Regions from separate parts of the Mus musculus genome. Here all the other regions are linked to region 4. The links are chromatin contacts, called in public promoter capture Hi-C maps. All regions are on one chromosome and are shown on one strand. The core of a region is the stretch at or near the end of the contact, and the rest is flanking DNA. Distances in the headings are between cores, read along the strand shown.

Region 1 (3,736 bases), core at 544-3,043, 2.7 Mb before region 4:
TTGTCTTAAAGAAATATCCACTGGATATTTATCATATAAATTTAATGTTGGGCAAATAAAGCATATAGCCGGAAATTCCCTTCCAGATTAGCTCACAACATAACACAGACTCTACATAGGGTTTCATTGGTTTGTTTCGTTCTGTGGTAATGGGGTTTGAGGCCACATTTTGGGCTTACAATAATTCTGAGCTGGCTGTGCTGGCACACACCTTTAACCCAGCACTTGGATCTCTGAGTTCAAGGCCATCCTGGTCTGCAGAGTCCTAGGACAGCCAGCCAGGCGTACAGAGAGAAGGACCGGTCTCAAAAAAGACAGGAAAAAAGTGTTTTAACTACTGAACTACCCCACCACTGTTTTAGAGCCAGGGTCTAGCCTTGCAACTGTGGGTCTCCTCCCTCAGCCTTCTGAAGAGCTGGAAATACAGGTGTAAGACACGAAGCTGGGCTTTATTAATGGCAGACATCTGAGGAACACGTTCTTCTCAAATTGTTTCTTTCATCTTCCAAACCCCAGAGCTCCTACTGGGACATTCCAAAAGCTATTGACCAGGGTTAGCACTACCTCACCTCCACAGGAGCCTCCCATTCACTGCAGACAGAAGTCCATGGTTTCTTGGAACCACGTGTTTTTCTTAAGAGCAGCGTGTATAGAATACATTATCAAAAGCTGGTGAAAACGGAGGCGTGGAGCTCTCGCTTACCACACGTGAGGCACAATTTAACAAAGAGGTTGCAGTATTTAACAAAACAAGGAGAAACAAAACAAGAATAGCTCTAAAGAGAAAGGAGTCACGTCTCAAGACGGATACATCGCTGGTTTCTAAAGAGCAAACAAGATTCACTCTGGTTACTCCTCAACCACTCCCGCACTCATTTCATTTCATTTCATTCTAAGGCTCTGGCTAAGCAAGGGCATCTCTCTGACCAAAAAGAAAGCATTGTACTCGAATCCTTTAGTTATCACAGGTACGGCTCACACCTAAATTTCAGTCATTTCTATTAAGCAACTTGCAATTATTGTATTTTAAACTGGGTCGGTAAACTTCTGAAAGGGGGGGGGGGGCCTTCCAAAGACACCAAAAAGGAAAAACAAAACAAAACACCTTCATTGTCCGGAAAATTGAATTTTTCCGAAAACCACTTAGCTTTAGATTACAAATCTCAGCTTTACTTCTAAGTAGCATTATCAATTTACAAGAGTAATTACTACACTATCTACTGAGTGTACGTTCCTGAACAGCAAAGAGAGAAAGACTAGCTCACGAGTTACCACGGTTACGGCGAAATGCCGTACAGAAGGCTGAAATTAACAAGTAACTACAGCACTCAACCCAGCAGGTGGAACAAAATCCGCACTCAACAAAATGCAGTCACATCCTGACAGCCTCGCAAACACAGCTAAGAGTGGGGCCAGCGTCCCATTGCCCGTCCGTCGCACACGCCCAGGAAAAAAAGCACAATGACCAGGTTTCCCCGCGTTCCAAGCGCCGTGCACCGTGCCACCACCCAGCTCTCAGTCACCGACCCCTTCCTGCCACCGCCCGGGCCATCCTCACCAGCCTCCCCGCCACCAGGCAGCCAAACATGGCAGCGCCCTCGGCGCCTCTGCTAGGCCAGCGGGCACCTCAGGCCGGACACCAGGAATTCCGCAGCCACTGTCCTAATTGAACTCAAGAACCTTCCAGAATTTGCAGGAAGGAACGTGACCCTCCACTACATAACAACACAGGAACGCATCTGGGCCGGCGACCTCTGACCCTTCCTTCCTAACTTGCACGCCTCTCCGGAACGAGTACTTCCGGGTCATTACACCCATTTCCTCCTTCTAAGGTAGTAAGGAGGAGCTGGTATCGCGCTAAGACTACAAATCCCATAGTGCAGTGCGCCAGCCTCCCAGAGGGCGAGCCGGGAGAATTTGAAAGTTACTACTGATAGTACATGATTTCCGTGCCTGTGTGAGTCAAAGTTTCTAAAGGTGGTGCTGGGAGAAGACCTTTCTGGCGGTTGTGTAACATTTTAGGAGTAACAATACGCCTTTGCCAGAATCGTTTCACCCAGCCTCTCCTTTCAAAAGCTTAATGGGATAAATATTATCTCCGTTTTATACGGAGGGCAATTGGTTCGGCATAACCTGCCCGGAAGCTTGAAAAATTGATTTTTGGAGCGTAAATTCAAGTTGCAACCAACTTACTGCATTCTTCCTGACAAACATTATATCAAAAATGTTAATATATTTTTATCTCATTTTTATGGCAGTGTCTTATTACCTAGCCCAGGTAGACCTCGAACTTGTGCACTCCTTTCTCAGCCTCCAATTGCTGGAATTATAGGCGTGGACCACTAAAGCTATAGAGGTCCAGAAGTCCTTTTCCCCACTAAATACTAGTTTTAACACGTAGTTGTGTTCTTGCTTATATTTCTTGTAGTGCTTCACTTGTGCTTCCTCCCCGCCCCAACTAATGTGCTGTACAACTGTAGGCAAGCTATATAACAGCTTCATCAGTCAATCATCTGCAAACTGAGACAAATAGACCTATTGGGTTGCTGGAAGGATTAAATGATGAATTAATTGATAACTGCCACTAAGAATAGGGTCTGGTGCTGCTTAGGGAGTTTTGTTGTAAAAATGCCTTTTAAAAAAAATAATAATCTAAGTTTTCTCACTTTGGGGAGTTGTTTTCCAAGACAGGGTTTCTCGATGTAGCCTGAGCTGTTCTGGAACTCACTCTAGACCAGACTGGCATCAAACTCAGATCTGCTTCCCTCTACCTGCTAAATGCTACAATTAAAAGTATCTGATACTAGCTGGGCGTGGTGGCGCACACCTTTAATCCCACACATGGGAGGCAGAGGCAGGCAGATTTCTGAGTTCGAGGCCAGCCTGGTCTACAAAGTGAGTTCCAGGACAGCCAAGGCTACACGGAGAAACCCTGTCTCAAAAAGCCAAAAAATAAAAAAGTGTGTGACACTGCTGCTCATCTTTTGGGATTGGTGTTTGTTTGTTTGTTTTTATTCATTTATTTGTCTCTCTGTTTGTTTGTTTTTTAAATAGACAAGGTTTTGCATAATTTAGACTAGCCTGGACCGTGCTGTGTAGTCGAGGATAATACTGGATTCCTGATCCTTCTCCTCCACCTCCCGAGGGCTGGCATTACACACACACACAGCCCCATAACTGACTGACTTGTCCTTTGAGTTCTGGATGCATTTCCAGAAAAGGCTCATTGGAAACACAAAACATTATCTAAAGGAAGTAGCACCAAGGATCGACCGCCACCGCCACCGCACTCATTCTCCCTTTTTCAGCTTTAATCCCTGTGCCTTTTGCATGAGGAAAGAACACAGTCTTTTCGAAGCTTGATCTATCTGAGCATGGACCACCAGCCATAACAGGTCTCTCTTCCCCAGTGCAAACAGTGCAAGTCTTCTTCTTTTTTTTTTTTTTTGGTTTTTCGAGACAGGGTTTCTCTGTGTAGCCCTGGCTGTCCTGGAACTCACTCTGTAGACCAGGCTGGCCTCGAAATCCGCCTGCCTCTGCCTCCTGAACTTAGACTAGAAAGGATGTACGTAGTAAGACCACTGGCCGTCAGATTGCTTCTGTTCACTTCAGGCATTTACCAGCTGCATGATACACTGGCTAACCTAACATTCTCTTGTCTCTTTTTCACCATTTTTTTTTTTTTGGTTTTTTTTTTTTTTTTTTTTTTTTTTCGAGACAGGGTTTCTCTGTGTAG
Region 2 (3,751 bases), core at 1,128-3,627, 2.6 Mb before region 4:
GTAATCAGAGAAGCCGTATCAAACCTGGGTATCCGTTGTTTGCTTTGGAACCTACATCAAGGAAAGAGACTAAGAGCAGAAAGCAGTAAATGGGAATAATTCAGCTCCTATGGTTTATAACAGTTTGAAACTGGACAGTATCCAAAGCCCCAGCTTTAAAGCTACGATTAAACAACGGCACACCAACTGACTCAGAACACTTTGTAACCAAAAAAACCCAAAAAACAAAAAAACCCGATAATCATGTGGACATGGAAATACAACTGTGAAATAAAATGAAGCAAAAATTAAAAAATGGAATCACACCAAATCCTGTCAACAGTGTGCAGAAACTGGAATTTGTAAGCTTTCTTAGTAGGATGTAAAATGGTGACATTATCCTGGGAAACATCATGGTATTTGGTGCAGCTATGCCATTTCTATGCATAAATGCAAGTTGAAAACTACAACTCCACAAAAAACCGATATACAAACATTCATAGCAATATTTCTAAACATAATAAAAGATAACAACCCACACGCCCACTAACTGATGAGTGAGTGGAGAAATGTAAGACATGTCTCATACATATATTACATGCATCACATCCGAACACGGATGAACTTTGAAAGCATCATTATGTTTAGTAAAAAAGCAGTCATGAAGAAACATATACACATACAATATACATATTAACATATAATTATATACTATATATAAACACATAAATATATATTAATACATAACTATATATTATGTGTATGTAGGTATATACCCATTAATATTAAGTGCCCAGAATGGGGACAATTTTTAGGGATGTAAAGTGTACTAGTGGTTGCTTATGGTTGGGCATAGAAGTGAGTATGGGACAATTGGCTGGGAGTAACAGCTAAAAGATCTTTGGCTTCTTTTTGTGGTGATAGTTGTACAACTCTGATATGATGTGCTGAAAATGATGGGAGCACAGGCTTCAAGTGGGCAAGACTGCAGAGCATGTGAGTTACCCCAGTATATTCCTCACCTTACAAACTTTAAAAATCATTGCATTGTACATTTGTAAGCGGTGTAAAATACACACACACACACACACACACACACACACACACATATATGTATATATATATATATATATATTTTTTTTTTTTTTTTTTTTTTTTTTTTGAGCCAGAGGCTTGCTAAGTCACCCAGGCTTGCCTCAAACTCACTATGTCACTCATGCTGACATGGAAATTTTGGAGATCCTCTTGCCTGTCTCCCTAGTGCTGGGATTACCAACATGTCCCAGCAGTGCTGGCTCAATGGGTAGATGCCCTCTTCTTTCTTGGTGCTGGAGTTTGTGCCACCAAGCCTGGCTGATAAAGCTATTTTTAAGAAACCAAAGCATGCGGGGTACAGGGTCAGGCAGATCTCTGTGAGTTTGAGACTAGTCTAGTCTACAAAGCAAGTTCTAGGACAGCCAGGGCTACACAGAGAAACCCTGTCTCACAAACCAAAAAGAAAGACAGACAGACATACACACAGACAGAAAAGAAAGGAAGAAAGAAAGGAAGAAAGAAAAACACAACCTGGCTGTTGCTTTGAATGCATCTGTATTATTATTGTTGTTATTGTTATTATTATTATTATTTGTAAAATAATGAAGGCTGAAAGCGACTGAACATCAGGTGAGATATAAGAGCAGTGCATAAAATTTGGAGTTCAGAAACCTGGTTCCGTTCCTCATCTTTTTCTTTTTCTTTTTTTTTTTTTTTTTTTTTGGTTTTTCGAGACAGGGTTTCTCTGTATAGCCCTGGCTGTCCTGGAACTCACTTTGTAGACCAGGCTGGCCTCGAACTCAAGAGATTCACCTGCCTCTGCCTCCCGAGTGCTGGGATTAAAGGCGTGCGCCACCACGCCCGGCTTCCTCATCTTTTTCAAAAGAAATATTTTTATATTTATTTGTATGCAAAGGTGCATGCATGCCATAGCATGCCTGTTGAGGTCAGAGAACAAAGTTCAGAAGTTCATGATGCAGGTCCCAAGCATCAAACTCAGGTCATTAGGCTTAGCAAGCACCTTTATCCACGGACCCATCTCACCCGTTCACCGTTCCTCTTGCCACTGCTCACTGACCGTTTCATACTATTTTCCCATTTGCAAAGCAGGAAAATTAGCTCTACCTTACATGGGTGCTTCTGGGCACAGAATGTTTAATGGGCTCATTTTCTTGTCTTTTAGGGTTGTTTAAGCCTGAGGTTAAAACAGCATGGTGATAAAGTCCACTAATGTATGAAAGGGATTTGAAAGTTAAGTCTTCTATAGAAGATAAGCTAACATGGGTCTCAGTCACGGCTGTGTATCAGGAAGTAAAACCAGCCGAGCCTTGACCTTTAAAAGGAAGCACTACCCCTTTGTCCAAGTGCCTTATAACATGTCTTTATAACTGGCTGTGTAAGAATGAAGAAAAGCTGTCCATCTTCTGAGAAGGTATGCTGCTTATAAAGGGAATGTGCAGGTTTGGGTTGGGGGACTGGGAAGGAGGCTGACATAAAGGATCAAAGGTGTGTGGTGCCAAGTTACCATAGCAACGTGTTCTGCTGCTCCGCGCGGCTTGCAGTCTTGGGCTTGCCCCCAGATGGATGAGGCGCTTGGCAAACGCCAGAACCAAGCTTCTCTGCATGAAATTATTTTCTCCATATGCAGCTAAGAGAGGCAGATACCCTTTCCCACAAATGATGTGCAAAAGGAAGAGCCTGGGTTTTTACAAAGCAACTTCCTCTCCTTTCTTAGAATGAGACCAGAGAGTCCACGTCTCCCTCCAATGCCTGGGATGTGAAGTACTCAGTAGATAGCTGGGTCAGGAGCAAATGATCAGAATTTACGCAGACGGCCAGAGTGGCAGGGAGCATCATGGCTTATTGGCAAGAAGCGGCTCCTAAATTATATCAAGGACTCTCGGAAAGGAGAACTCAATTCACACGGCACACACTTCACTGTCTGTTGCAAGCCACACAGTGTGTTTATGTCTGGATCTGGCCTTTATTAAATTTCTTCAGCCTGTGGCACATTCCCCTCAGATATTGTGTTTATTATTCAGACAGGGCAGGGAGCTGCTCCCCACCCGTGCCCCTCAATCTTCTGTCCTGCACATATCTCAGATGTTGTAGGGACAGCGTGTGACAATGTCTGCTTAGTGGACATTCCGTTCTCAACCTTTCCGAGATCCTGATGGAAAAGGGGGCCTGCCCTGGCCAGCATCTGGGCACGTCATCTTTTCCTTATAAAGAGCAGAGACAACCTTCCTGGAGCCGGGGCAGCTGTTTTTGTAATCAGTCTCGTAGGATTGAAAAGCATCGCTTCAACCCAGGAGTGGGGCTCTCAGTTCTACCTCTGGGGACGGTGTTGAGGGGGTCTCATTGCTCACGAAACCTCTGTCTGCTTCTCCTTCTCTACAATAGTCTTGCATTTTTGGCACATCCTCTGGGACTCTGCTTTCCTGGAAGACATTTTCTTTCTGTAACTCCTCTGCCGCTTCATCAAACCTCTCGCCAAAGTGGGGAAGAGAATCATCCCCCACCCCGCAGATTATGTGAACTGCCTCAGCCTGCAAGTGGCCAACATGCTGGCAGTACCAGGAACTCTCCCCAGTTAATCCCCACAGTGGCTCTGGGAGGCGAATATTTTTCATTCCTGTTTTATCTTTGAGGAATCAGGTCTTAGGGAGATCATATTAGCAGTCCCTGGCTGGGCTATTATTTAAGTGCAGGTTCTGAGTATACACATACAGCTAAA
Region 3 (3,307 bases), core at 109-2,608, 2.2 Mb before region 4:
AGCAGAGCTACATGAAAATTTATTACAGGAAAACAAAAATCCAAAGAATTTGTGCTAGACAAGTGGGGTGGAGGGGTGATGCAACAGACAGAGCCTCACATCATGAGAGAAAGCCAACATCCAGTAAACAACAAAAACATGAGGTGGAAGCTAAGATAACAGGGATGTCATTAGGTACACAGGTAATTAGTTTCACTTGGAAGCATTCAGGAAAGCTGTGACATCTGCTGGTGGAACTATAAGTTGTATTTCAAGTGTAATAGCCACTTTGTAAAGATGATTAGGTGTCAAGGGTTAGAAAGGGCTCAGTAGTTTTGAGAGAACACTATTGCAAAGAACAAGGGTTCCAGGGGACTGGAATCCTCTTCACCCTTCATAGGCATTGCAGGCATGTGGACACATGATGAAAGATTCGAGCCCTAGCACCCACGTCAAAGCTCACACACAGCTGTAACTTCAGGCCTAGGGTGATCTAATGCCCTTTTCTGGCCTGAGCAGGCATGGTACACATAGGATGAATATCAGTGTAGAATGGTGGATTCGTTTTTACTAGATTGGGCTCTTTAAAAACATACTTCCTGGTGACAGGAAAAAAGTCTGCAACCTGTGGTGATACCTCTACTATTGGGAAGCTGAGGCCGGAGGGTTGTGAGTTCCTGGATGTACTCCAAGACCCTATTTCAAAAGATAAAACAGTAGTAGCAATAAACCAAAACTCAGAAATAACCTGATAATAAATCAGCCTGTCTTGGGTCACCATTCGTATTAGTTAGCTGTGACAGCACTGGAACAATGTCTTACCAAATCTTGGGTACCTGTTGTATATATACAATGATTTGGAAAATGCTGCATGTGCAAAATTCCATAAATCTTGACTTAAAAATTAACCTCGAAAGTAAAATACAGATTTAGCGGTTTAGATCAGGATCCCAGGATTCAAGTCCTGTTTCTTCTTCCTGGTATTATTTCTCAGTTAATAAATCCCCATCAAAGACAAAGACACCTTGAAATACTACAAAGATCTCTGAAAGTTTCTGCATAAAAACCAAGCATCGGAAAATTAAACGTAGCAATTTGTAAATTGGCAGTGATTCTTCAACTCAATCAATTCAGCCAGGTCTTCCCCCTCACGGGTGGAAAGTGAAGACCGGGTCAGCACACACAGCGTTCCCCACCCTCGTGGCCACCCCGCGCCTCTCCCAGCGCGACATTGGCACAGCTACTCACCATTCGGCAGAATGAAGGCAGCTAATGGCAGCCTCCCCAGCCGCCGGTGCTTGCCCGGGTCCTCCCGCGCCGAGTCTACCGCAACCTTCGCTAGGGTCGTCTGAGCTCCATCTTTGGCTCACACGTGACTCTGTCTCCGCCTCTGTTTCCTGTCCACGGGCTTCCGGTCCAGGAGACGCTAAACTGTGGACTAGCGGTGAGGACTGGCGAGTCCGCTATAGCCCATCCCGGGTACAGCCTGCAGAAACAGCGGTGTGGCGGTGGCTGGGCTCGACACCACCCCGCCTGGGCACGCAGCCCGACTTCCGAGTCCCCGATCCTGGCGTAGGTTGCATGGCAGCCGCTAGGCTACGGGCTGATGAAGGCAACGTTGGCAGTGAAGTTAGCCTGAGATTGACTTTTTGCTCCATCTCGCTCTTGGATCTTTGTGCCATGTTATGCTGTGGGTGACTTCCAGCAGAACGTGAGCAATTCCAGAGCGAGTGCTTTTTTTTTGTTTTGTTTTGTTTTCCTCAGCATTCCCCATGTCCTCTAGAACACTGCTTCTGTGAAACAGGGTTAACGGAATGTAGTGAAAAACTAACGGTTCAAAAGTAAGGGAGCCGCACGTGATAACGTACGCCTTAATCCCAGAATTCAGTAGCCTGAGGCAGGGGGATTTCTGTGAATTCCAGGCCAGTCTGGTCTGCGTACAGTGTGAATTCCAAACAAAACAGCCAGGGGGAGGCTTAGGGTATAAGTCAGCACCACTGGGAACCAATGTTGTGAGTTTCCGTCTCAGTTTTCATCTGCATCTGTAAAACAGGAAAGGACAAAATTCTTTACCTGGTTATTTTGTAAAATTGTGAGTAGACTATAAAGACGCTTACCAAACTGAGAGGCCTGGAATTTATCAGAAGACTAATGAGTAAGATCCCTGTCCCGAAAGATTCCTGTCCCGAGAGGCATCAAGTCAATTCTAGTTTTTTTGTTTTTGTTTTTATTTATTTATTTATTTATTTATTTATCTATCTATTTATTTATTTCTAAATAAGACTGTACTCCAATTCCTGTGGAACCAAACCCCGGTCCTCTGCAGGAGCAGCAATTACTCTTAACCAATGAGCGGGGTGTTTGTTTGTTTTTCCCCAGTCCTTTTTACACTTTCCTTGTCCGGTGCTGGCATTAGGGTAGCGCTGACTTATTAGTGTCATTTAGCAACTGTTCACTTTTGGGAGCGTTTGTATCATTTTGATGTCATTTGCTGAATGTTTGGTAGAATCATCACGGGAGACTTCTAAGCCCAGAGTTTTCCTGATTGATAGAATTGTAATATAAATTCAGCATCTATAATAGATATTTCACTGTTCTATGCGTAGATACCTTTTAGATTGAACATCAAAACTTTTCTCAGAACAATTGAAATGTCCATTTGGTCCAAAATTTCAAGCTTATTGGATTAAACTGTTGATAAATATTTCCTTATGTTTTTAATATCTGTGTATCCTGCAGTGACCTCATATGTCTTCTCTTGATAGTGTTTTATTGAATCTTTGAAGCCTGATCAGTCTAGCTAGTGTGATCTTAAAAATTTTTTGTCTGTTTCACTGTTTTTTGGGGGTTTTTTGATGTTGGATTTTATGTTTTCAACTTGAATTTTTCTTCTCTGCTGCTTATTCCTATGTGTTTTCTGCCCCCCCCCCCCCAGTTTTCTAAGGATGTGCATGAATGGGGTCACTGGTGTGAGACCATTTTACTCTTCAGTTTGTGTGTTTATTGTCAGAAATTCCCTTCTAAGGACCTCTTTGTTCCCACAGATTTTGAAATTTAATTTAAAATTAAAAAAAATATTTCCATTTAGTTCAAAAGTCTTGTAATTTCTCTTAGGTTTCTTGACCTATGGTCTATCTAGAAGTGTCTTGGTTTCCTAATCTCTTTTTAAATCTCTGATTCAGTTCTCTTGTGGTTGGAGAACATACTTGGTAGAATTTGAATCCTTTAAAAAAGTGTATCGATATTTATAGTGCAGATTCTGGTCCAAACGGGATTTTCATGTGTGCATGAAAAGAATACATGCTCGTCTGCTGTGTCAGAAGTTCCT
Region 4 (3,240 bases), core at 392-2,891:
ACTAGACAGAAACCGTCTCTAAACAACATATTGGTGGTTGTTGTTAAAGTGGCCTTTTAAAAGGGGTTCACTCTGCTAAAAGGAGGCTCATCCTGATAATTGCAATCACTAACAACTAGAGAAAAAAAACTAAACCTTAAGTACAAGCTTGAAAAGTAACTTAAAACGTATTAATTGGGAAACGGTTAAGACTCAATATAAACTAAGTTTAACAGTAACTTTACTTAAATAACATATCGCTCCCACATGAATCCACAGAAGAGCAAGACCAGAGGGAAAACAGAAGGTAGCAAAGGACCACTTCGCTCAAGGGGTGAAGAAAAGCAAGCCTTCACTATCAGGGAAGGGAGAAAACGAGAATAGGAAAAGGAGGGACTGAATTTTTCAAAGAAACTTCCAAGTATTTGTTACCCACTGGGCCAATTCTCCACCTACAGGTTGGATAAGACCTCCCCCACACACCCAAACCCCATCCTCAGCCCAATTTTCCTACCATTGGGGCAAAATCAGACCCTCCGAGAGGAGAATAAAAGTTTGATCCAACAGCCCCCACCCCAAAATGGGGCTGACGGGTGAGAGCAGCTGCCTGGCTGGCAGGGAATGGGTTCTCTCCTCTCTTCCCTTTCGCATCATGTGCTTTGCAGGCGCCATGTTGAGCTAACAGGCCGCTGCTCCACTCGGGGCCAATTCCCTATACCCAACCCACCGACAGCTCGCTCCCAGGTCCCCCTTCACCTCCTTCCAACCCACAGAGCACAATTCCCCAAAAAGGACACTGAGGGAAAGCCCCTCCCCACCTTCCCAAGGGCTTAAGATGGTTTGTTTTTTAACTCTTTCGCTCCCCAAACACCAACTGCCTCTAAGTATTTCCCCCATCCGAAAGGCTGTCCCCGATGCGTGGAGCGTGGGGACGTAGTCAGAGGTGGCCTAAATAGGGAGTTGGTAAGCGGAAATGGGGCTCCACCCTGCATCCTCCCCGCTCCCTCCCGAAAGAGGCCCACGCTCCCAGCCGGGGCCAAAGACCAAGCCCGAGTCGGGGGTGGGGGGTTGGAGAGGAGGAACTCCGTCCCCCTTCGGATGGAAGCGAGACCTGGGATGAGGCTGACACTAAAATCAAGGAGTATTAGAAGAATAGGAGGCTGCGGGGTGTATAAAAACCTTGGCGGTTTGGGCCTCGATGAGAGAGACGATCTCCTTGGCGAAGGGCAGGTTCTCCTCGGCTAGAATGGTCAGCATATTGATGTGCGGTTTGCTATTGAAGGTCAGGTCTTCCAGCGACGACTGATAATCCCGACAGGCGTCCTCCCGGGCCCCCGCAGCCCCGGCCTCCGCCGGCGTCTGCTCTGACATTGCGCCGCGGCCCCCCTCCGAGGTCCGCCGCCGCCGAAGCTGAAGCCGCTCGACACCCCGCCTCCCTTCCGACGCCTCGGCCTCGCTCCCCGGGTCTCCGGCGGCTGCGGCTTCACCACATGCTGACCACGGAGGGGGGATGGGGGACGACCCAGGGGGAACCTCGGGGAAGAAACGCCGCAGCCTCACGGGGAATCTCCGTCCGCTTCCAGCCGCCGCCGGGGCTTCTTTCTCCACAGACACAAAATGGCGGCGGCAGTGGCGGCTCCAGCTCCGAAAATGTCTGTGTTCCCAACCGCTGCGTCGTGCGAAATGAACTAGGGGAGGGGAAATGTGCGGTAAGGGGCGGGGCCGTTGGAAACACCAGGCGGGATTGGCTGGCCCGCGCGTGTCACAGGCCCCGCCCCCGGCCCTTCCGCAATACGTCCAAGCACCGCCTTCTTCCTCGGTCGAGTCTCGGCTTTCGCAACACCTCCGGCTCGGAGACGCGGTGCAAAGGACGGTCGGCTCTCATTGGCCAATTCGTAAGGGACTGTTCGGTCATTTGTTACCATAACAACCCATCCAGGGAAGCCAGTAGAGGACGGAGGCTCCAGAGGACCGGCCCAACCAGTTTATGAAAGCTGCACCAGGCCCCTTCCTATGCACTCCTCCAACCACTGGGCGACTCCATCAACCATCCTCCTCCCGCTTGCCTCCTGGGTGCGGGCGGGGGTTGGCATGAGCTGGAAGAGCGAAAGCCTCCAGTCAAGGCCAGTCGCCCCGTCTCAGGTGCTCCCGGGAGCCTGGGCGGGGCTCGCTGAGCCAGCTGTCCCTCAGGCATTAAGGCGGAGACGCCTGCCCTACCCGGAATCCAGACTGGAGTAACTCCTGCTAACTGCCACACTCATAAAAGCACCTAGACAGGCTTGCAGGAGTTGAGTCCCCAGGAAAATGCTTTTATTAGGAGGTGCTATGTGAGAAAAGCTTTCCCAGAGGAGCTGGAGATCTTTTGAAGAAGTCACATTTCTGGAAGGGTATTCACAATAACCTAATAGCACTCACCTCTTCAATCTGCTACATTTCCAAATGGCCTTAGAATAAATACAATATCTGAGCCATACTTGATGGCTCAGGCCTTGAACCTCAGCCCTCAGGAGGCAGAGGAAGGTGGATCTCTTGGAGTCGAGACCTGTCAAGTCTAAATGTCAAGTTCCAGTCCAGCCAGGGCTACTTAACGAGTCCCTATCTCAAAAAAACATAACACTTAATCCCAGCACTAAAGAGACAGAACGGAGATCACTGATTTCAAGGACAGCCTGATCTACAGAGTGAGTTCCAGGACAGCCAAGGCTACGTACAGAGACCTTGTTTAAAAAAAAAAAAATACATCTGAGATATATGGAAAAATACCTTAGATTTCTATAATCTGGTTTTTAAGATACACAAAACAAATAGTTTGTCAGAGCCTTAGTGAACTATGAAGCACAGTGGAGGGATAGTTCGCACACACACATACACACACAAACTGATGACACGTCCACTCCATGCTATGGTTAAAGGGAAGGCTTTTATTGTAGATATAAAGAAAGAACTGCCATGGCATCTGGAGAATCCAGAGCAGAGAAAAAGATAAACCGAACACGACCATCAGACCATGGCCATGGATGTCTTTGAGAGAAGGGAGAATAGCGGCGGATAGACGACAAAGATGGTAAGAGAAGGAAAAGCAGAGCAGAGGAAGAGAAAAAAAAAAAAAAACCAGCAAGAATAGCAGGGTTATAAAGAATGAGGAGCTGGCAGAATGGAAGCCTGTGGGCTGGAGGGAGGTTAGGGTACCTGAGGAGGAGAAAAGGGCTAGGATGCTAGCATGCACTTTGAAGACTGTAACAGGTATTTGTGGTACCAGGG
Region 5 (3,604 bases), core at 113-2,612, 2.5 Mb before region 4:
ATAAAGAAATTAGCTAAGAAATTAGTAGAATAGTTTGAGAATAAAAGAAATTATAATGGATTAAAACTTGCACACACATGTGGGTCACGTGAACATGCATACATGAGTACACACCACAGACAAAAACCAACCAAACAAAAATTCCCGGTCATTCCACTGCCTGATAAACACAGGGTACCAAATTACAAATGGAATGCAGATGCACCAAAGGGAGTTTTACAGTTTTGTGAATTCTCAAGCTGGTGTGACAAGAATGAAACCTGCAGCCTTAATAAGAATTGTGAGTTCTTGCCAAAATCACCGTGCTTCAGAATGGCGTGTGAGATAGAAAGGGAATGTGAAGAGACCACAGAATTCCTCATACCACACACAATTTTAAACATCTATTAGCTTTTCATCCGTTGAGAGTTAACAGATTTAAGCGCAATATTCTAGATTTGGTTGGCAGATGGTGTACACAGATTTTGAGTACGCTCGAATCTCATTTGAAACTAGCAAGATTACATAGAACCATGATGGTAACTTAACATTCACAGAGAATTTAAAATTTATCCCTAACTCTTGAGTTAAATGTGGAGCACTAGTAACATTTAAAAAGGCTTTGTTCATAGATCTTCTGGATTTCATAGATCTAAGTCTCGGGATGTAATACTGGTCTAAAATGCCTACAGGGCAGAGTCAATATCTTTCCATGGAAATCTGGCTCACACAAGAGGAGAAAAGAGGCCAAAGGGAAGAAAGGCTAAACCAGGGGAGATCGCAGGTACTGATGTCTGACTCTGAATGGGACTTCTCCTTTTACCGAGCTGTCTCACTTCCTTCTATGGTGTGGACCTTTAATCTCGCTGGTTGTCAGCCTTGTAGGGTCAAGTTAATCACTGTTGACATCACCCTACTACTTCCCTTTTCAAATTCCACTGAAGCTATGTGTTTCCTGTCGTATTTGACACCGCAGAGAATGAATACCGGGCTGGCTTCTATCTAAATTTAGACTGGCAGGAACGTGGCGACTCTTAGTAAGTCGAGATAAACAAAACTAGGTGACGTTTCCAACACTCTCAAAGAAGACGAGGGGGTGAAAAAAAAAAAAAAAGCCCCAAAGCCCTGTTACTAAAAGGGAGAGCGGGGTGCATTTGAAGAGGCCTGTGTGTAGGCTCAGAAAGAGACTGGCTGGAGCCGTTTTCTTTAAGGCAGGAGGAGGGCCGTGGGGTCGGCGCCAAATTGAGCGAGGCGAAGCCCCGGAGCCCAGGCACCTCCAGTTCGGGGTGAAAACTACGCACAGGCAGCAGCTGCCTCACCTCTTTGTCAAGCCCACGGCGTCAGCCTCTGACACGAGGGCGGGCGTCCTCGCCTCCGGGGTGAAAGAGGGGCGCAGCGGGCCGCCCCTCCCCCCCGCCCCCCTACGACACGCGGGGCCCTGCCTCGGGCGACCTGTTGGCAGGGCGCGTCACGTGACGCGGCGGGCCGCGCCGTCCCCCGCGGGCGGGCCTCCTGTTGCGCCCGCCGGGCGGGTTCCACCACGTAGCGCGCGGGCGCCGCCCCGCTCTTCCCTCGCCGGAGCGAGGGAGGGGGGCGCGCCGGAGAGGAAAGGGAAGGGAGAAGGGGCGGGAGGAAGCGAGCAGGGGGCGGAACCCGAGTCACGTGACCTAGGGGCAGCCCGGAAAGCTCCGAGGAGGAGCCTGGCGCCGCCATTTTCCTGCAGCTGCCTGGCCCTCTTACCCGGTCGGGCTCCAGCTGACCAGGGAAGGGGTGGGCCGAGGCTGAGGCGCGGGACCCGGGAGTGGCCCCGACTTGGTGTGGGAGCCCGCCGGGGGAACACGCGAGCCGGGGCTCTCGGAGCGGGTGGCGGCGCGCGGCCCTGAGCCCCGCCCCAGGCCGGCAGGCGGGCGGGGAGCCGGTGGGGGTAGGGGGTGCGGTGGGGGGTGGGGACCCTCGGGCGCTTGGGGGTCCCAGGCCCCGCCGGCTGCGGAGCGGAAGGGGTGGCGGACGAGCCGCAGAGATGTCTGGCCAGAGCCTGACGGACCGAATCACCGCGGCCCAGCACAGTGTCACTGGCTCCGCGGTATCTAAGACAGTATGCAAGGCCACGACCCACGAGATCATGGGCCCCAAGAAAAAGCACCTGGACTGTGAGTGAAGACCCCCCGCATCCTCTCCCGACCCCTCTCCATCGTCCTCCTCTCTCTCTTGGGCTGCCTCTTCCCTCCCTGCGTCTTATCTGCACGATGGCTCCTGTGCCTGGTCGAGCTGTGTGTTCTTTTCTGCTCCCATCACACCTGCCTTTAACGGCCTCTGCTCTTCTCTCAAAAGAGAGAAAAAAAATGTGACAATCCATTGCGCCCCCAGAGATCCCCTGAGACCCTCGCCTCCTAGCCCCCGGCACCACCAAGCCCATCGCGCTCCACCAACTTGCCTCCCACCCAGCTCCTCACTCAGACTCCTCTCCCAGCTACTGCAGCCCCTTTTGCCCTTCCATCCCACCCGTCCCGTACCTCCTAGCAGCCGTCCGCTCAGTGATTCCCCGGCTAATGTCTCCAGGACTCAGGCTCACCGCCCCATTGTTCCATTAGCTTTTTAAAATTCCCTTTCCTTTCTTTTTTTTTTTTTTTTTTTTTTTCGTATTTCCGTACTAACTCTGCTTGGTGGGACCAGATTTCTGTCACTTCTCAGCTCTTGAAGTGTTTTTCCCCTCCTCCCATTTCTTTGTGGTTTCCTTTTCTACCTTTCTATCTACCTTTTCGGTCATCTTTGCCATTCTAGCTTCCGTTAAGTTCCTTTGACTTCTTGTCACCTCCTTCTTTCAATACTATGCCCAGTTACTCGGCTTTTATTCCATTTACGCTTGTGGGGAGTAGAAACAAAGGGATTCAGTGTGGTGTGGGGAAGGCTTTGTGGGAAGTTACTATTTTTATTTGCCATCATTATATTGTCTGAGTTTTGAAGTTGTGTGTTGTGCATGTTCTACCCCCCCCCCCCTTTTGTAATCCATATGAGGATATGGATAAGGGCTTTGCTGGTTTTGGTATCAGTTCCTGGAACTGTTAACATTGGTGGTTTGAATTTAGAAGCTTGAGTGTGATGTGTAGCGGTTCGAAATGGATCAATATATTTAAGTACAAATAATCAGGTTTGGAAACGTTTTAATTTATGCTAGCTGTATTTTGGATAACTATCTTGCTTAAGCGGCATAATGTAACTCCAGCATAAACTTAGGTACAGTTAATAGAGCGGACTCCTCCCAGTTGCTTTCTAACCTAGGAGCCACCTGTAAAACCACCTCCTTTTTCTTGTTGCTCCTTTGCCCTAGGGTACAAAGCTCAGTGGATCACTCAGTCCTTGAGTCAGTGGAATGTTTCAGGAAAAAATAGGGATATAGCAAGGATAGTAAATTCTCTTTTTAAATGACTCCCGGACACATTAGCCAAACTGACTTTCATCATACATGAAAGTTGCTTTGCCCTGTGAAGCAAGAGCGAGCTTGTCCTGAAAGGGAATTCGCTGTAAGGAATCTTGTTTCTCACTTGGACTTTGGCTGTGAGGTTTGCACTTGAAGAAAAAAAAAATACGGCGGTGTGAATTCTAAGACCCACTGGTCATGAAGTGC
Region 6 (3,334 bases), core at 641-3,140, 2.7 Mb before region 4:
AAAATTAAATATATTTTAAAGTTTTATACTTGGTCTGGTTTGTAATCTTATGTGCTTCATCTATACATCCACAGTATTCTGCAGGATATGGTGGTGCATAAATGTCTTCTAGGTACTGAGAGGGTTAAAGCACGGAAGGTAACAGGTGTGAGGGCAGCATGGGGAGAGTCTATGTTGAACAGGGAGATTCTAACTCAAACAAACAAACAAAAAATCCCTTTTTCTGAGAGGACCCCAAAGGGTTCAATAATGTGTCAAAAACACACATACCAAAACGTTAAGTCTTGTCCCTCTTTGAAGGGACCGAAGCAAAAGCTAACTCAATCATTCAACTATGGATAAATTTAGAAAGCATCAAAAAATGTACCTTAGGAGTTTGGAAAGATAAAATGAGCTTTCACTTAAATTTTTTCCCTGACAATTTCCTCATTATAAATTTGACATTTTCATTAAAGTCTAAGTAATCATTATACGAAAGGCCAAAGCCTCTACGCTACCCTATCAGAATATAAGTATCTAATTATTAGAACACGTGTCTAGTACTCTTTACAACGCTTGCATAGTATTTTTTTTTTTTTTTTTTTTTTTTTTTTTTTTTTACGGGGCGGCATTTCTCTAAGCACCGACTTCCCTTAATCTTCACACTTGGCTCAAGTACAGAATTTACCACGGTGGCCTGAAATCTTCCAATCCCTTTACATTAAGCAAAAACTTTCAAACTGTTCCCTCCTTTGCCTTAATCAAAGGTGGCTCCCCCTCTACGATCTTCTCGATTCTACTCCTTCCACAAAAAAGTCGACACGAAGGCACACCGCACTTCCATGGAAAGGGGCATACATAACCGCACGGTCACGTAAACCCAAGCCAGAGATCTATACTTTCCATCCTGAAGATCCCGTAGTGCTCTACAGTGACACAGCCCCTCGGATCCTTACGAGGACCCTTCGTACCAACTTTCCTGGGGAAAACTGAACCTCTTACCTCGAGCATGCCTTTTAAACCAGTAAGTACAATCTCAGATTCGCAATCAGCGTCAAGCCCCCAAAGGCACAAACTCCGTCTCCCACGCAGGGACGATCTGAGCGGACCTCGCAGACCCTTTGGGACCTTTAATCCGCTCCTCGACAACTTTCTGCTTGCTATCTGCCGCAGTCCCAGCTCGAAAGCCCCAGCCAAACCGGACTTCCCCGCACGCCTGCGTTCTCCTGAGCGCGGGTGACACCTTTCCCTCCCCCCACGGCCGCCCGCCCGCCGGCCCCGACCGCAGTTACCAAAGAACCTGAAACTTCTACTCCACAGTCCCGGGACAGGCGGGGCTGCACTCACATTTTCGTCTCCCGAGAGGTCCGGGTTGCTGTTCTCGTCGCTGCTCAACTTCTGCTTCTTGGCCGCGGGCATGTCTGTTCCCGCCGGCGCAGTCGACACTTCCCTCTCGGACATGTTCCTCCGCCTCCCTCCAGGTTCTTGCCGCCTCGGGCGGGGCCTCCGCCACACCGCCGTCAAGCACGCCCGGCCCGAGCCTGCCGCAAAGCTGCCGGCGCCGCCACCGCCGCCGCCCCCCCCACTGTCGCAAATCGCGCCCAGCCGCCGAGGCGGGCGTGCGTGCGACCCCGCCACACTGCTGAAAAAGGGGCGCGCACGCGCGCGCCCTCCCGCACGGCTTCCCGGCTGCTTCCCGTCCCTTGGTCCGGGCGGGCGGTTTTCCCGCCGCCCTCTCGACACTTTGCACCGAGGCGTCGGATCTGCTGGCTCAGAGGGCAGGGGTTTCCTACGTCCCCCTTCCCCACCAGCGCCTAGAGACGAGGCGGAACTCAAAGGGCTGCTCCCTCACCCCCTTCCTGGCCAAGACGTTTCATCCGCAATTGGCTCAATCCTTCGATCTCCGACCCGCTGCAAACGAACGAAAGTCTGTGGCCTGGATCGGCCCACCACTGCTCCCGAGGGAGGGGGGAGGAAAGAGAAGTCACCTCTTGTTTTAGGGGGTCTGTGTCTACGGTCCCTGATGCGGAGCTCGGGAGAACAACTTCGAGTTAGTGTTTACGGAACTTCTCACAGCCTAGATTCTTTTTTTGAAGGGAGAGATTCAAAATCTATAGGCTGTTCCCTGCTCGCCTCCCCCATCGGGCACATGGACGGGTCCCACCTGCAGGTGCGCATGCGCTGAGGCGTATTCTCGCGCTGGGTTACGGAGACGACAGGCCGCCTCCTGGCCCCTCCTCCCCTCGGTTCTGTCTGCTGAACCAGGTAGTCTTTCCACCGGTTTCTGAAGCTTCGGGGAGGATTTCAAAACGGTACCAAATCAGTGCCTACGGACACGCCTCCGTTCTGGGCAGATATTTTATCTAATAAATACTTATTACAATGATTGGTTATATTCAACCGGTTGGTGCCACTATTGGCTTAAGTAAGCCTGTATTTTAAATTACATATTTAGACTTAAGTAAAAATACCTTGTGATGCATGATACATTCTAGTAATCCAACATCGGAAGGGCAACAACGGAAGTACTGCCTGCTCGCCTCAATCTTTAGATCATCCTGGTCGACATAGCAAGTTCCGAGCCAATCAAGGCTATTTACTAAAAACCTGTTTGAAAAAAAATTTTTTTAATTGTATGGATCGGACAGAGTATGGGGGCATGCCTTTTATTCCAGCACTAGGGTGTCAGAGGCAGGTCGATTGCAGTGTGTTAGAGCTACACACTGGTTTGGTCTACACGAGGAGTTCCAGGACAGCCTGGGCTTCGTTATAGACCCTCTTTCCAAAAATAAATAAATAAAAATTACATGGTTCTGAATTGTCATAATTCATAGTCTTAAGTGTTCGTTTTAGCTGTTGAAAGCTGAGGCTCTAGGAAACTGACAAGACCTATAAGTCACTGTGAGCAACTGCATGAGTTTGTGAGACTTAGGTAAAAGGCAATTTTTTAATATAGGGAAAGGTAACTAAATTTGCCCGTATCATTAAAAACTCTTTAATTTTTCATTTTTAGATTAAAAAAAATGTGTGTATGAGTGTGTGTATGTCTGTGCCCCACATGTCTGTACTGGTACACAAAGTCAGAGGATGTTGGATCCCTGGGACTGGAGTCACTAACGTTTGCGAGCCAGCCTGTAGCCAGTCTGTAGCCAGCCTGTAGCCAGCCTGTAGCCAGCCTTAACCACTGAGCCAGCTCACTTGTCCCCTCAGGTACAATCTTGACAGACAAATAATAAATTTGTGAGCCTTGTGGATTTGGTGGGTGTATTGTTAAGCCATGGGAATGTCTGAATGAAGAACTTCCTCTCCTCAATTATAGGACAGAATTGTTTCTATATTGTCATTTGTCATTTGT
Region 7 (3,665 bases), core at 869-3,368, 2.2 Mb before region 4:
TTCACCCCCTCTTCTGTGATGACCCGTGAGCTCTAGGGGAGACTGGGGACTGGTAATGCAGGTGCTGCCTTTAGAGCTGAGTGTTCTAGTCCTGTATTCTTCATATCTGCTGCAAGATGGTTGAGAGCTGCACTAATCAATAGGTAGGAAGATAAATGTTTAGAAGGATGTTGTATCTATGTCCACTTAACAACACAATAGTAGTAAATCCTTTCCTTAGGCCTCTAACCTACCATGCCATGGGTTCTTGTCCCAGTTGACTTCCACCTTGAGGAACAGGCCTTAAATGGAATAGCATTCATTTCATCTTTGCACTGAGGAGCACATCTGGCTGAGCTGGTCCTTATTATAGTATGCAGGGTTCACAGCTGGGTGAGAATGTTGATGTCTTTCCCCCCAGCAAGCCTACAGAGCACCTTCCAGCACTATGAAAGCTAGCCAATAAGATCAGTTTCATTTTCCATATTCTGTGACAAAAGCATGTGGTATCTCCAATAACAGGGTCTTATCAAGTCTTGGTGGGCAACTAAGAAGAATGAAGATAGCCTGGGTCGTTTTAGGAGTCTCTGGATTTTTTGATCAATAGCTTTAAGGCAAATGTCTTGTTCCTGATGCTTAGCTCTTTGTTTCATGATCTATGGCTTCTAGGGAGAAATATATATGTGTGTTTGTGTGTGTGTGTGTGTGTGTGTGTGTGTGTATTCTAATATTTATATTTTAAAAGATTATAAAATAGGTTTACTCAAACTTTTTCAAACATCCTATGTGTTAGTATTCCTCCTCCTGCACCCTCAATAAATCTTTTGAAGTTCTTTGCTTTAATTTAGAAAAAAAATCTATCGATTTTGATGTTACAGAAGTTAATTTGTACTTAACAAAATACATTTTTAAATGTGGAAAAACTATTCAATAAAGATCTCTGAATATCTGTTATGTGTGTGGGCCTTAGGTAGGTAGGGAGGGAGGGAGACAGTTATTCCAACCCGGAGAAACAACTGATGTTAATATTTTGAGAGTTTTTCCTGTTCTTAGAAAATATATTTTATAATTTCAGTTTGTTATATCACATAACCATATAAGGTAATCAACAAATACAATGTTCACTATATGTAAAACAAGAAGAGACACATTCAAATTTTCTGGTCATTTGCTCTTTATATTCTGGATGAAAGTCAGTTAAGAGTGTCTATGCTAACTAAAAGTGCTTTAACTGTATTGAGAGCCAGTAACTGTCCTTGTGGGGAGCTGTTTGTTTGAAATAATCTGAAGAAGAAGGAGGAGGAAGAGGAGGAGGGGGAGGAGGAGGAGGAGGAGGAGGAGGAGGAGGAGGAGGAGGAGGAGGAAGAAGAACCTTGTGCAAAGCTTCTGCCATCTACCTCATAATAATTAAGAAGCTTGGAATCTAAATATCCAAAAGAAACAGCTAATTGAGCATTATCATGTTTAAAGGGAAATCATAATTAATGAGAATTATATCCATTTATTTTTACTGACTTTGGTGGATGAAATACCATCTAATTTTTGCTTGCATTTGTTGGATCATTCTTGAGATTCATTGCTCAGCTGTTTCTGTCTCGTTTTTAAAATGTATTTATTTATTTCTCTTTCAACATGGTGCTCTATTAATGCTTCTAAGGTTTTTATTAATATGTCAATCTTATCTGACACTTTTATACACACTCGACTATCACTCTTGGCGTCTTGTCAAACAGACTTGTATCTCCATGTTTCCAGTGTGCAAGGCACAAGTGTAATCAACCATCATGGGGTGTGTTGTTGTTTTGGTTTGGTTTTTGGTTTTTGTTTCTGATTTGATTGCATCTGTATTGTTCATTGCGTTTCTGTCTGTCCATTTATTTTCCCAATAGATAAACAGGAGGATTGAGTGTCTAACTAAAGGTGTCCACTCCCAAAGATAAGGTTAGAGTTAAGGGAAACAAAAGAAATTTCATTTATAGCAGCTGAGCTAAGACTTGGGTCCAGACTCTCCTTTGTGTGCACCCATGGCGAATTGTTTCTATAGACAGCAGTTTCTTTTCAGAATAAAGAGCAGAGTAAGTCACTGTAAGCTTACTTTGTTTACTCTTATGAGAAATCAGGATTTGTAGAGAATAGGAAGCTGACTTTGTGGAAGGCTTATGTCTTTGCGGCACAGGCGGGACAGTGGCAGTGAACTAAGAACTGTGATTGGTTTAAACGACATGCGTAGCCTGACCAGATTGGCCCTGAACTCCCCCTATTACCTCACTGCGTTCTGCAGGCCTGTCCACCAATTATAGGACTCCTTACTGGAAAAACCAACCGCTGGAGAGTGCCAAGCGTCCATAGCAACGCCCCTTTGAAATCAGAAGGGGGAAAGACTGAAGTCAGTTCTCCCGCAGAGCGCGTCTATGCCGCAGGAGGAGAAGACTCTTAGGATGGATACCCCACCCCCCGACGAGATCTTAGGAAAACAAAACGAAAACCTGCAAAACCAGGATGAGGAATTGGGGTTTAAGGAAATGGACGGTCTGAGAGAAGCTTTGGCCAACCTTAGGGGACTGTCTGAGGAGGAGAAGGGCGAGAAGGCAATGCTTCGCTCCCGCATCCAAGAGCAATCCCAGCTCATCTGCATCCTGAAACGCAGATCCGACGAGGCCCTGGAACGCTGCCAGATCTTAGAACTGCTCAACTCGGAGCTGGAGGAGAAGAGGCTGCAGGAGATGGAGAAGTTGAAGGCCCAGAGTGAGCACATCCAAAAGCTGGAGAATCACTTCATGATCCTGGCATCCAACCACGAGCAGATGATTCGCTTCAAGGATGCGCACAAGAGTGAAAACGTCAAGCTGAAAGAGGAGAATGCGAGGCTGAGGCAGGAAAACAACAGCCTCTTCAGCCAGGCTCTGAAAGACCAGGAGGCTAAGGTACTGGAGCTCACTACACTCAACAAGGCCCTGGTGGAGGAACTGGAGGTCTTGAAACAGAGATGCGCTCACGAAGCTAGCCAGGCTCAGGCCCGAGAGGAGGAGCTGCTGGGCCTGCAGAACCAGCAAGCCTGTGACCATGCCAAGGAGACCGAGGAGCTGCGCAGCCAGCTGCAGAGCATCAAACAGCAACACCAGCAGGCCACGGAACAGATGGGAAAGGAGCAAGAGGCTAATCTCAACCTGAACCAGGAGCTGCAGGCCAGGCTGCAGACTGTCCTGCGAGAGAAAGAGGAGCTGCTGCAGCTGTCCATGGAGAGAGGCAAGGTGCTTCAGAACAAACAGGCTGAGATCCGCCAGCTTGAGGAGAAGTTGGAGACAGCAGCCATGGCTAAGAAGCATGCGCTGGAACGCTTTGAGCAAGAGGCAGTGGCCGTTGATAGCAACCTGAGAGTTCGCGAGCTTCAGCGCAGGGTAGATGGGATCCAGAAAGCTTATGATGAGCTGCGTCTGCAATCAGAAGCCTTCAAAAAGCACAGCCTGGATCTCTTAAGCAAAGAGAGAGAGCTTAATGCCAAACTCCGCCATCTCTTTCCATAAGAGAAATTGTGCTTCCTGTGGTCTCCAGTCAATATTTCAAGTCCATGTGCCTTAGATTTATGGCAAAAGCAAAGATAATTCATTTACTATACTTTTAAGTACAAAAACTACTTTACTATGACGTTGTTGTTGTTACTGTTGCAAAGTTAATGTTAATTTTCA

The links. Promoter capture Hi-C pulls out the DNA fragments that hold promoters and counts their contacts. Capture Hi-C pulls out chosen DNA fragments and counts their contacts.
Region 1: a contact with region 4 is called in a promoter capture Hi-C map of liver, with 5 times the contacts expected there. The contact joins the promoter of Hikeshi here to the promoter of Pcf11 in region 4. A contact is called at or near these places in 2 of 39 promoter capture datasets (both in liver) and 1 of 115 datasets of contacts at active chromatin or transcription factors (embryonic stem cells).
Region 2: a contact with region 4 is called in a promoter capture Hi-C map of liver, with 7 times the contacts expected there. The contact joins the promoter of E230029C05Rik here to the promoter of Pcf11 in region 4. A contact is called at or near these places in 2 of 39 promoter capture datasets (liver and pre-B cells).
Region 3: a contact with region 4 is called in a promoter capture Hi-C map of adipose tissue, with 6 times the contacts expected there. The contact joins the promoter of Tmem126a here to the promoter of Pcf11 in region 4. A contact is called at or near these places in 11 of 39 promoter capture datasets (the C10 cell line, the HPC-7 cell line, cranial neural crest and 5 more), 10 of 484 Hi-C or Micro-C datasets (B cells, CD4 T cells, LSK cells and 6 more), 5 of 115 datasets of contacts at active chromatin or transcription factors (cardiomyocytes, embryonic stem cells, extraembryonic endoderm stem cells and 2 more) and 3 of 9 other capture datasets (adipose tissue, liver and pancreatic islet).
Region 5: a promoter capture Hi-C map of liver shows a contact between it and region 4, with 6 times the contacts expected there. The contact joins the promoter of 2310010J17Rik here to the promoter of Pcf11 in region 4. A contact is called at or near these places in 2 of 39 promoter capture datasets (liver and pre-B cells), 1 of 115 datasets of contacts at active chromatin or transcription factors (astrocytes) and 1 of 9 other capture datasets (adipose tissue).
Region 6: a promoter capture Hi-C map of liver shows a contact between it and region 4, with 4 times the contacts expected there. The contact joins the promoter of Eed here to the promoter of Pcf11 in region 4. A contact is called at or near these places in 5 of 39 promoter capture datasets (the C10 cell line, cranial neural crest, embryonic stem cells and 2 more), 2 of 484 Hi-C or Micro-C datasets (B cells and CD4 T cells), 3 of 115 datasets of contacts at active chromatin or transcription factors (astrocytes and embryonic stem cells) and 1 of 9 other capture datasets (adipose tissue).
Region 7: a promoter capture Hi-C map of liver shows a contact between it and region 4, with 8 times the contacts expected there. The contact joins the promoter of Ccdc89 here to the promoter of Pcf11 in region 4. A contact is called at or near these places in 6 of 39 promoter capture datasets (the 3T3-L1 cell line, cranial neural crest, liver and 2 more).

Annotation. Positions count from the first base shown.
Region 1 is chr7:89,939,411-89,943,146 of GRCm38.p6, forward strand. It overlaps Hikeshi (heat shock protein nuclear import factor), which reads right to left and starts at 1,794. Exons shown (of 5, transcript NM_026304.3): 1 at 1,559-1,794. The coding sequence starts at 1,588.
Region 2 is chr7:90,026,782-90,030,532 of GRCm38.p6, forward strand. It overlaps E230029C05Rik (RIKEN cDNA E230029C05 gene), which reads left to right and starts at 2,378. Exons shown (of 6, transcript NR_110365.1): 1 at 2,378-2,446.
Region 3 is chr7:90,455,845-90,459,151 of GRCm38.p6, forward strand. It overlaps Tmem126a (transmembrane protein 126A), which reads right to left and starts at 1,359. Exons shown (of 5, transcript NM_025460.3): 1 at 1,228-1,359.
Region 4 is chr7:92,668,271-92,671,510 of GRCm38.p6, forward strand. It overlaps Pcf11 (PCF11 cleavage and polyadenylation factor subunit), which reads right to left and starts at 1,642. Exons shown (of 16, transcript NM_029078.3): 1 at 1,159-1,642. The coding sequence starts at 1,350.
Region 5 is chr7:90,128,574-90,132,177 of GRCm38.p6, forward strand. 2310010J17Rik (RIKEN cDNA 2310010J17 gene) reads right to left here and starts at 1,363. Exons shown (of 3, transcript NR_046007.1): 1 at 1,299-1,363. Picalm (phosphatidylinositol binding clathrin assembly protein) reads left to right here and starts at 1,640. Exons shown (of 20, transcript NM_001360867.1): 1 at 1,640-2,129. The coding sequence starts at 2,000.
Region 6 is chr7:89,979,086-89,982,419 of GRCm38.p6, forward strand. Eed (embryonic ectoderm development) reads right to left here and starts at 1,891. Exons shown (of 12, transcript NM_021876.3): 1 at 1,327-1,891. The coding sequence starts at 1,440. RefSeq lists a promoter at 1,727-3,334, an enhancer at 2,150-2,186 and cis regulatory regions at 2,158-2,165, 2,361-2,368.
Region 7 is chr7:90,424,194-90,427,858 of GRCm38.p6, forward strand. It overlaps Ccdc89 (coiled-coil domain containing 89), which reads left to right and starts at 2,119. Exons shown (of 1, transcript NM_027298.1): 1 at 2,119-3,665. The coding sequence starts at 2,391. The coding sequence ends at 3,503.